3 separate regions of the Sus scrofa genome follow, and regions 2 and 3 are each linked to region 1. The links are chromatin contacts, called in public Hi-C and HiChIP or PLAC-seq maps. All regions are on one chromosome and are shown on one strand. Each heading gives the region's core, a stretch centred on a gene start, on an enhancer-like site or on the middle of the called end of the contact. The rest is flanking DNA. Distances are from core to core; before and after follow the strand shown. Region 1 holds the start of ZHX1 (zinc fingers and homeoboxes protein 1). Region 2 holds the start of WDYHV1 (protein N-terminal glutamine amidohydrolase). Region 3 holds the start of FAM83A (protein FAM83A).

What was found. Hi-C and Micro-C count contacts between places; a contact is called where the count stands out from the background. HiChIP or PLAC-seq counts read pairs in DNA pulled down with a chosen protein or histone mark.
Region 2: a contact with region 1 is called in a Hi-C map of liver, with 4 times the contacts expected there. The contact joins the promoter of WDYHV1 here to the promoter of ZHX1 in region 1. A contact is called at or near these places in 1 of 5 promoter capture datasets (liver), 10 of 47 Hi-C or Micro-C datasets (heart right ventricle, liver, psoas muscle and 3 more) and 2 of 2 datasets of contacts at active chromatin or transcription factors (alveolar macrophages and skeletal muscle).
Region 3: a contact with region 1 is called in an H3K27ac HiChIP or PLAC-seq map of skeletal muscle. The contact joins the promoter of FAM83A here to the promoter of ZHX1 in region 1. A contact is called at or near these places in 2 of 47 Hi-C or Micro-C datasets (skeletal muscle and subcutaneous adipose tissue) and 1 of 2 datasets of contacts at active chromatin or transcription factors (skeletal muscle).

The regions. Positions count from the first base shown.
Region 1 is chr4:16,099,406-16,102,389 of Sscrofa11.1, forward strand. It overlaps ZHX1 (zinc fingers and homeoboxes protein 1), which reads left to right and starts at 1,375. Exons shown (of 4, transcript XM_013996503.2): 1 at 1,375-1,786.
Region 2 is chr4:15,997,389-16,000,372 of Sscrofa11.1, forward strand. WDYHV1 (protein N-terminal glutamine amidohydrolase) reads right to left here and starts at 1,548. Exons shown (of 6, transcript XM_001928505.4): 1 at 1,088-1,548. The coding sequence starts at 1,176.
Region 3 is chr4:16,184,425-16,187,408 of Sscrofa11.1, forward strand. FAM83A (protein FAM83A) reads right to left here and starts at 1,591. Exons shown (of 4, transcript XM_001928753.4): 1 at 1-1,591. The coding sequence starts at 353. All of the region lies in intron 3 of LOC110260226 (a long non-coding RNA gene), which reads left to right.

The sequences.
Region 1 (2,984 bases), core at 125-2,624:
TACCTGGAATTCACTTATGCTCAAAAACCTAGTCGTTAAAGGCATGAACAAAAAAAGTGAATTTCTGTATCAGAAGCTTTTCCTTTCCTCAGAGATAAATCTTAGGCAGTTTTCAGTGGGCACAGTACTGCCCCCTAGGGGGCGTGCTGAAATTTTGTTGGGGCTGTTTTGGACTGTAATTATATTGGTGCCAGAGTTTTTCCATAGTGGAAAATGTATTTTATTAGTATTTTTGATATTAGTTTAATATTTTAGAATAAGTTACTTTCACTTATTTCACCTTTATGTTATCAGAACATTACAGTAGTTTCTTGTAGATAGTTTACATTATCAATGAATTTAATTCCAGGAGAGTTAAAGTGGTGTTAAAGTTTTGTTGTATACACAGAGTGTTGAGCATGGCAGGACTGAGCACCTATGTTTGCAAGATTAAGCTTTGCTTGCTTCTGCTTCCACAAGTTCTAGTATTCTAAGATAAAACAAACAAATAAAAGAAGCCGATGTGCACTGATTTCAACCATCAGGCTTTCACTTTAAGCAACTGCATGTTTTAGGATTAATGTGGCTCAGTGGAGCGCTGCTGTTAAAGCGCAGAGGGTCCATGCCCGGGGTGGGGGCGGGGAACGAACATCAAGGCGCCGGAAAGTTCCCACAGGTCCTGGCCGGAGATTCTGTGAAGAGTAGCCTGGAAGGTGATTTGTTTCCCTTTGCTTTGGTCTGTACTTTTTTCCTTGTAAAAAATGATGTGGGGAGGGGAGAAGGGACGAAGAGAAATGGGGAGGGTAGTTTTTCCCAAAGCCTGGGTCCTTAGCCGGCCTCCTTTGCAGGGCTGGTTCGCATTGAAGCTGTTCAGTATTTGACGACCACGGCTTGAAAAGAAAGCCCCCCACAAGAGTGACTCGTGAGGGGGAGAGGGAGGGCTTTCGGGGAGCAAAGGGTGGCTCCGTCTTGCCCCGCGGTTCAAAGTGAGGTTGGATCGAACTTTTGGTATCAGCGGGTGGAGGGACGGCTTTTGATGTTGGAGTTGGAGGCAAGAGGTGGCAGGGCAGCAGCTGACAGGGGGTGGAGCTTCGGGCTAGAATCCCGAAGGGTTTCAGAAAGACCCGACTTCTATTGACAGTAGGAGGGGCTCCCGACGAAAGGGGCGGGCTTGGACAGTACTGCCACCAAATGGGACTTATGACAAGGGGCGTTTCTCAGGATCCAGCGGTGACTTTAGGAAGAAGGAGCGCCCGGGGGCGGGGCCACAACTGACAGAAGGCGGGGCTGCCTTCTGGATTGACCTGAGTGAAGAAAAGGCTTCTACCGATAGCGGGCGGAGCTAACACCAGCAAGGGGCGTGGCCGCTTCGAGACTTGGAAAAGGCGGGGCTTCTGTTGACAGAGGGGCGGGGCGGCCCCCTACCTCTCGCCCTGCGCCAATCCGGGGGTGGAGGCCAGGGTCGAACCCCAGGGGAGAAGCAGGGTCTGCGAGTGGAAAGCGTGGCGCAGAGCGGGGTGGGGGCGCGCGGAGGGCGCGCGCGCGCGGGAGGGCCCCGCCTCGGCCGGCTCTTCCCCTCCCCCGCTCTCGCCCCGGGTCGGCCGCTGGGGCGCGCGCCTGGCCTAGCACCCCCACCCCAGACTTTACGTTCCACCGAGTCTGCGGATCTGCTGAAGCCGTGAGCCGGACCGCCGAGCGGTTCCGGGTGTAGGGTTCACAGGTCAGAGTTGACTCCTTGAAAAGTGCAGCCGGTTTGAAATGCAAGATGGCGGCGGCGGGGCGCTGAGAGGCGCGGCGGCCCCTGCAGGTAGCGGTGCGAGCGGGCTTCGCGACGAGCGGCCCCGGGCATCCGGGGCTGCGGGTAGGAACCCGCGGCGCAGAGCCCGCGGCCAGTGCGGCGGGCCGGGAAGGCGCGCGGCGCGCGGGCTGGTTGGACGAGGGCGGCCCGAGGGCAGAGACCCCGGGGGGCTGAGCGCGCTCCGCGCCGCGAGTGGCCAGGCTGACCGGCTCGGGGCTTCCGAGGGGGAGGGACCTGGCCTGCCTGGGCCGGATCGCCGACGGGGGACAGACCCTGAGCCTCTTTTGCGTTCTCGGGTCTCTGCGGCCGCGGAAGGGGCTGAGGGTGGGCTTGTACGGGGAAATCTCAGCACCCCTCTCCTCCCCCGCGGCTACGAGAGGACCGAGCAACTTGAGATTATTGAAGGGAGTGAGGACCGGGTCTCCCTTAGAAGGGGGGGGGCGGGGGCCGCAGGGACGGAGCGCACCAGCAATGTCGAGGGTCCCTGGGGAGGAGATCGGGAGCCGGGCCCTGCCCTGCGGGGGCGTGTGGCCTCGTGGGGACTCGGTCTCCCTGAGAGTCTGGGGAGTCATCTCTTGCTGGAGCTGAGCGCACTGGCATTGCGGTTGGAGCTCGGAGAAACCCGTCTGGGAAAGGCTGTACCTCCACTTCAGGAGAGGCTGGGCACCCATTTCGGGGCGAGTCTCAGAGTTGAGACCTTAAGAACTATATAAGGTTTTGAAGAAGCCCTGGAACTTTGGGAGAAGTTGATTCAAGAAAATGTAAATATTATCTGTCCCTTTAAGGAGGAAGATGAGGAGGCTGACTGGGGACCGCTCCAAGCCTTAGGGCCTAAAGGGAACGGTTTCCAGATCTTTCCGAGGAGTGAAGGGCTAGGAGGGAGCTGTGAGAGGAAGGGGGTCTCATGGTAGGAAAGAAGAGCCCTGGCTGATGCCCTTTCCGTGTGTGTGTTTACTCCAAAGTTCTAGGGAAAGGGACTTGAAATTCTTTGTTTCAATTCGACATCCCAGCTCTCCCCTCCGTGGGTAACAGCAAAGAAAATGCAAAACCCGGGAGAAAAAAAAGGTTCCCTTTGATATCCTTAGTTTAGGATCAAGCTCCCTGGCCCTGGGGTAGAAGAATTAGGAAGCGGGAAAGGGGATGGATAGAGGAGGGATGGGGGAAGAGACTGGGAAGAGCGGGAATTCCACAGCGCTTTTCTATCATT
Region 2 (2,984 bases), core at 298-2,797, 100 kb before region 1:
TAAGAGTAGTGATTCAGCCACAGTAGTGGCCCAGGATAGGGGGTACAGTGTGTGTATTCCAGAAACAAACTCTGCATTTAACTCGCCATTCCTTCGCTCCCAAGCAGTGTGGCCTTAGGCAAATGACTTGCACACCTCTGTGCTTCAACGTGCTCACCTTTAAAACGGAGATAAAAGGAGTTCCGGTCGTGGCTCAGTGGTTAAGGAATCCAACTAGGAATGAGGTTCTATTCCTGGCCTTGCTCAGTGGGTTGAGGATCAGGCGTTGCCGTGAGCTGTGGTGTAGGTTGCAGACGCAGCTCGGATCCCGCCTTGCTGCGGCTGTGGCATAGGCCGGTGGCTACAGCTCTGATTAGACCCCTAACCTGGGAACCTCCACATGCCGGTGGGAGCAGCCCAAGAAATGGCAAAAAAAAAAAATAATAATAATAATAAAATAAAATGGGGATAAGAGTACCTACCTCCTAGTGTAATTGTGGGTTTCAAACGAATTCATTTACGCAACCGCCTCAGAACAATGACTAGCACATGTGAAGTGTTATGTATAAATTTAACCGTTATTACAATGAGTACTAGGTGGTTAAGATTTTGGTATCTGGTATAACAGGGCCTGAAATGGATTCCTGGCTGCTATTAGCTGGGTGACCTTGGGAATGTTACTGCAAAAACTTTGCACCCCCATTCTCTTCCAAAATTAAAATGACCTTCATTATCAGCAGAATAATATTCAAAGACCCTCTGCACTCCGCCTCCATCTCCACCTCCCCTTCTTGGACCCCCCAAACGCTGAGGTCCGCTGAGAAAAATCCAAGCGAAAAACGCCAGGCTGAAGCAGTGCACTTACCGACCCTGCCATTCCTGGCGAATTCCGCCCCCCCCCCCCCACGCACACACCACACCCTCCCGCAACCCAAATACCCAAGCTCAACTCAAGGGACAAGGGCTGCCATTCCCTCTCTCTCCTCCCCTCAAACCAGAAAACCCGCCAGTCCCGGCCCAGAGGGGCCGGGAAGAGGCGGGGCCCAGCTGCAACGCCAGGCCGGGTGGGCAGGGGAGATGCCGGGGGCTGGCCCCTGCGCCGCCTCACCAGTAGCAGCTGTTGTAGACGCAGGCGTCCCGCGGGGGGCTGGCCGGCTGGTAGTGGGCTGCTGCGGCGACGGGGACATCCCCCTCCATGGCGGGCCTGGGCACGGGCCTAAGGCCGACGGACGAGACAAGCCCCGGCGGCGGGCTTCGGGGGAGGGCCCGATGCTCAACAAGCAGCGCGGGTTCTCGTGGCGGAGTGGGCGGAGCCTGAGATCGACCGCCCGTGGTGTTCCCGGGTGGTGGGGCCTAGGGCACGGTAGGCGGAGCCTGGGCCAGCGTGTGGCGCAGGATTCCAACGCACCCAGCTTGAGATGCGCGTTCTGGATTGCGGGGGGGTGGAGCCAAGGTAGGGGGGGTTTAGTGGGAGGACGCGGGCAGCTCTGCTTTGGTGGAGCAAGTTCTGGTGGGCGGATTCTGGGCGGGGAGAGGCGCAAGGACTTGGCGTGAGAAGGCCCGGTCGAGGTGGGCGGAGCTCGAGGCGCGCGGCGCTTTCTGCCAAGAGGGTGGAGCCAAGAATGGATCCGGGGTGGTGCGAGCAGCGTGAGTTCACAGTGGGCGGAGCCCGGGGCGAGGAAGACCGCGTGGTTCCTGGTGGGCGGAGTCCGCTAGGTGGGTGGGGCCAGAAGTTGGGCGGTGCGGCACGTGGTCCTGGCAGGGGGCGGGGCCAGGCACGAGGGAGGGTTTGTTAACTGGGCGTGCCAGTCCCGGCCGGGAGAGGAGAGGTCTCTGGCACGTGGCTTGAGGGAGGAGTCCTGGGAGGGCTTGGATTCGGTAATCGGTGCTCTGTGATTTTCTCGGCGGAGCGTGAGACAGACTCCAACCCATCGCCAGCTGTGGAAGTTGAGACTCGGAAGACTCCACGTATGCAAGTGAAATTAGAGGACCTTGCATGTGAAAAACAAAGATTTAGCACTTTGAGCCTGGAGTTGGAGAGAACCCGGGGTAGGGGGAAAGAGGTTGGTAGAAGGAGGTTAATTCCAAATATGACCGCATGGAGGATGGTGTTCGGGATAATACTCCCAACTCTCAGCATATTGTAACTTTTTTAATTAGGTGAAATTATGTATTGGCTAAGAAATGTATATTTATTTTTTCACATATTAAGTAAGAAAAAAATTTGAGACCCTTCATGATATTCTTTTGGTATTAATCATATATATTTGTTTATTTGCTGGCAGTCTGGAAGGAAAGACACCGAACTGTTAAAAAGTGATTATCTCTGGTGAATGAATGGTAGGATTTTCACTTTAGATTTATATCTTTCTGAATGTTTATATTTGCAAGGGACATAAATGGCTGATCAAGATATTTATTACCCGTTATAAAATCTGAAATTGTTAGGTTGGTTTATAGGCCATACATAGATTCTCCCAGTCTTACCAATTCAAAAGTCCTAAAGATTTTGAAAATAAGTCATTGTGTCAGTTATCATTGTATCGCCTCTCAGATCCAAATACACACTTTAGCATTGGCCCCATGATAAATAACGGAATTATTTTAAGCACTTCTCCTTCAAAGTGGGCACAACATGAAATCTTCTCAGTTACCTACACTGAAGGAAAATGCTTTCTGCAGTTCCTGAGAGCAGACCAGAAATGTGGACTAGAAGTAGGAGGGTGGTCATGAGAATAATACCCAGTAGGATCTGCCCAGCCACAGACCCAAACTCGGTCCTTCTATCACCTTGAAGTTTTAGCCTGGCAATAACTTTCACGCAGCCCTCTTGGCAGAGAAACCAGACTCCTGTGCAGCTTGCAGGCAACCACCTGCCCCTTGTCCTCCAGGAAGCCTTTCGTCTGTGGGAGCCCAGGGTCACACACTCCACAGCCCTTCATTCTACTCTTTCATTCCCCCCAGGCATCTTCAAGACCTTCTGTCTCTGCTGGCTCCTACATTCT
Region 3 (2,984 bases), core at 341-2,840, 85 kb after region 1:
AGCAGGGCCGGCTCGCTGCCCTCCGAGGCCACGGGGAAGTAGGTACCTGATTGCAGGGAGCAGGAGTCCAGTCCCTTGGAGCCTGCCTCGGCCCCTCCCGGGAGCTCGGGGGTACAGGGGGGGTCCTTCGCCTGGGCCTGGATGTACTGGGCCTCCACCGAGGACAAGAAGTCCACCTCACCTTCCTGGCTGAGCACCTGCCAGTAGGCCTCAGGACCCCCATCCAAAAGGGCATCTGTGGCCAGCCGGGCACTCTCATTGTCGCTAAAGTCAGCTCTGGCCGGCCGGACCCACTGGCTCTTGACATCCTCCAGGCGTTTCTGGATCTTGCCCACGTGCCTTGCCCGGCTCATGCTGCCTCTCCCTGAGTTGCGGGGAAGTGGCCGTCACCTGAGCTCTTCCTGATGTCAAGGGCAAGCAGGCCACGCCACCCAGGAGGAACAGGACTCCCGGCACTTCTAGAAAGCACCCGCTCCCAGCACTGGTGTGTGGCCAGCATTCAAGAGGACCAGCTCCAAGGAAGTGATTTACCGCTGTCCTGAGCAGTGCTTCATAGGATCACCATCCACAGCCAGGGGTTGGCTTATCTTGGGGGACACCCACCCTGCCCGCGGGCCAGGAGGGCTGGCTCAGTCACGCCTGAGCACACTCAGCCTGGGAGACTTCCTCTCCTCCCAGCTCACCTGGGCGGCTTTCCAGCTTGTTGTGCAATTCTCCCAGGACCCTGGGGCCTATTTACAAAGCAGCCTGGCTCTCCCAGCACCATCACCCCCATGCCTTGGGTCCCCTCCAGGGCTCCTCGGTTGGGATGCTGATTGGTTCAAAGACAAGTATGTCCCTTTCGGGGCCCCTGAGATCTGCCTTCATCCTGTCTCCTTTGACAAGGGAAGCTGGATGGCCGCCAGGCAGAACTGTTCACCAGGCACTCCTCCTTTCTCTTGGTAACTCCCCAAGCTCCCGGCCTTCCCCATTCTCTGGAAAGGTCCTCTCTCCCATCTCTCTCTCCTGTTGTGTTTGCCACAATTGCACTGGAACAGAGCCCCCAGAGAGGTTCCATTTCTGGGGCTGTGCTCACCCGCTGGAAGCAGCTGCTTGAATATGGTCTTGAGAAGAATCTGCGGTTGTGCCAGGGGCCCTGGACCGATGAGATGGGTCTGTCTTGGTGTTGGAGGGGCAGGTGGCCACAGGCATGTTTGAGGCAGATGAACCTCGAATGGAGAAGCCGTGTTTTCTTTCCAGACCAGGGCATGGTCAATGCTGTGTCCATGGAATGCATGGTCTAGAGTCCCAGCTGCCTTTGGGTTCTTCCAGAAGCAAACTCTGAGACGGGGATTTGCGTACGAGTAGCTAACTGGGAAGTGATCCCAAGAAGCACTTACAGGGGAGCAGAGACGTGAAGGAGGAAGGGCAGGGTGCCGCTGCAGGGCCTGGTAAGGAGCAGGTCACTGTCGTTGCACGTTCACATCTGGCTTTGTGAATATCTGAGGTTCGGTCCTGCCCAGGACCTCTAGGAGGTGGTATAGAACACACATCTCAAATTTTCCAATCCAAAGGGTGAGAAAGCTTTGGAATTTATCTACTAGCCTCTATTTTCTTTTTCTTCCTTTTTTTTTTTTTTTTTTTTTTTTGGCTGCGCCTGAGGTGTGTGGGATTTCCTGGGGCAGGGATCAAAACTTCGCCACGGTAGTGGCCCAAGCCACTGCAGTGACAACACTGGATCCTTAACCCGTCTACCAGAATCTATTGATGGTTGGTTGAGGGCTGCTCTGGGGGCCACACTAGCTCCCCAGCCCTGACGGCCTGCCCTGTGGGCTCACCAAGCACAGCCCTGGAGCCCAAGAAAGGCTTCAGGCAGAGCATCGCAGCTACACGTACTGTGTGTGAGACTGTTGGAGGGGTGAGGGCTACTGAGATACGAGCAGGGGCCTGAAAATAAGCCAGGAAAGTAGGATGGCAGGTCTTCAAACATCTGGTACATGGTAGAGGCAGATGTCTCTCTGTGCCGTATCTTCTTTTGGGAGGAAAATGCTAGAAGCATCTGTAGCGCCATGGAAGCTGTGGCCCCAGAGGCTCAGTCTGGGAGTAGAACAGTGTTTTTAAAATCATGGTCTGGGGAGTTCCTGATGTGGCTCAGTGGAAACGAATCTGACTAGCATCCATGAGGACGCAGGTTTGACCCCTGGCCTCTCTCAGTGGGTTAAGGATCCGGTGTTGCCGTGAGCTGTGGTGTAGGTCACAGACGCAGCTCGGATCTGGTGTTGCTGTGGCTGTGGTGTAGGCTAGTGGCTACAGCTCCGATTCGACCCCTAGCCTGGGAACCTCCATATGCTGTGAGTGCGGTCCTAAAAAGACAAAAAAATAAAAATAAAAAAAAAAGGCACAGTCCTGGGAGTTTCTGTTGTGGCTCAGCGGGTTATGAACACAACTGGTATCTGTGAGGATGCAGGTTCAATTCCTGACCTCACTCAGTGGGTTAAGGATCTGGCATTGACTGTGGCTGTGGTGTAGGTCTCAGCTACAGTTTCGATTCAGTCCCTAGCCTGGGAACCTCCATATGCCACGGGTGTGACCCTAAAAAAAAAAAAAAAAAACACTATCTGGCCCTAAATGTCAATAGTGCCCAGGCCTAGTGGGTGGCTGGCCCTCACCCATATGGGAGGTCCAGTCCCCTGCCTTTGTTCAGCCCGTCCGCCCGGCTACGTCCTTGCTTCCACCATCACAATTTAGTCACATCCTCCTCAGCATTCCAGGTCTCTCCTCCTGCCCATCTGCGGGAGGGATGCTTTCCTAACAATTCCCAACAGCTGGAATTGCTCCTCCTCTGAGCCTGCACAGTGCTTCTAGAACGTGCCTCCGTCAGCCTTGTACTAGCGAGGGCGGCACTGTCTCATCGCCCCACTGCCTTTAATTCCTTGAGTGATGCAATGGCCAAAAGCTCCCTTTGGCATCAGGCACAACTGGGTTCAGACTGTGCCTATGATAAC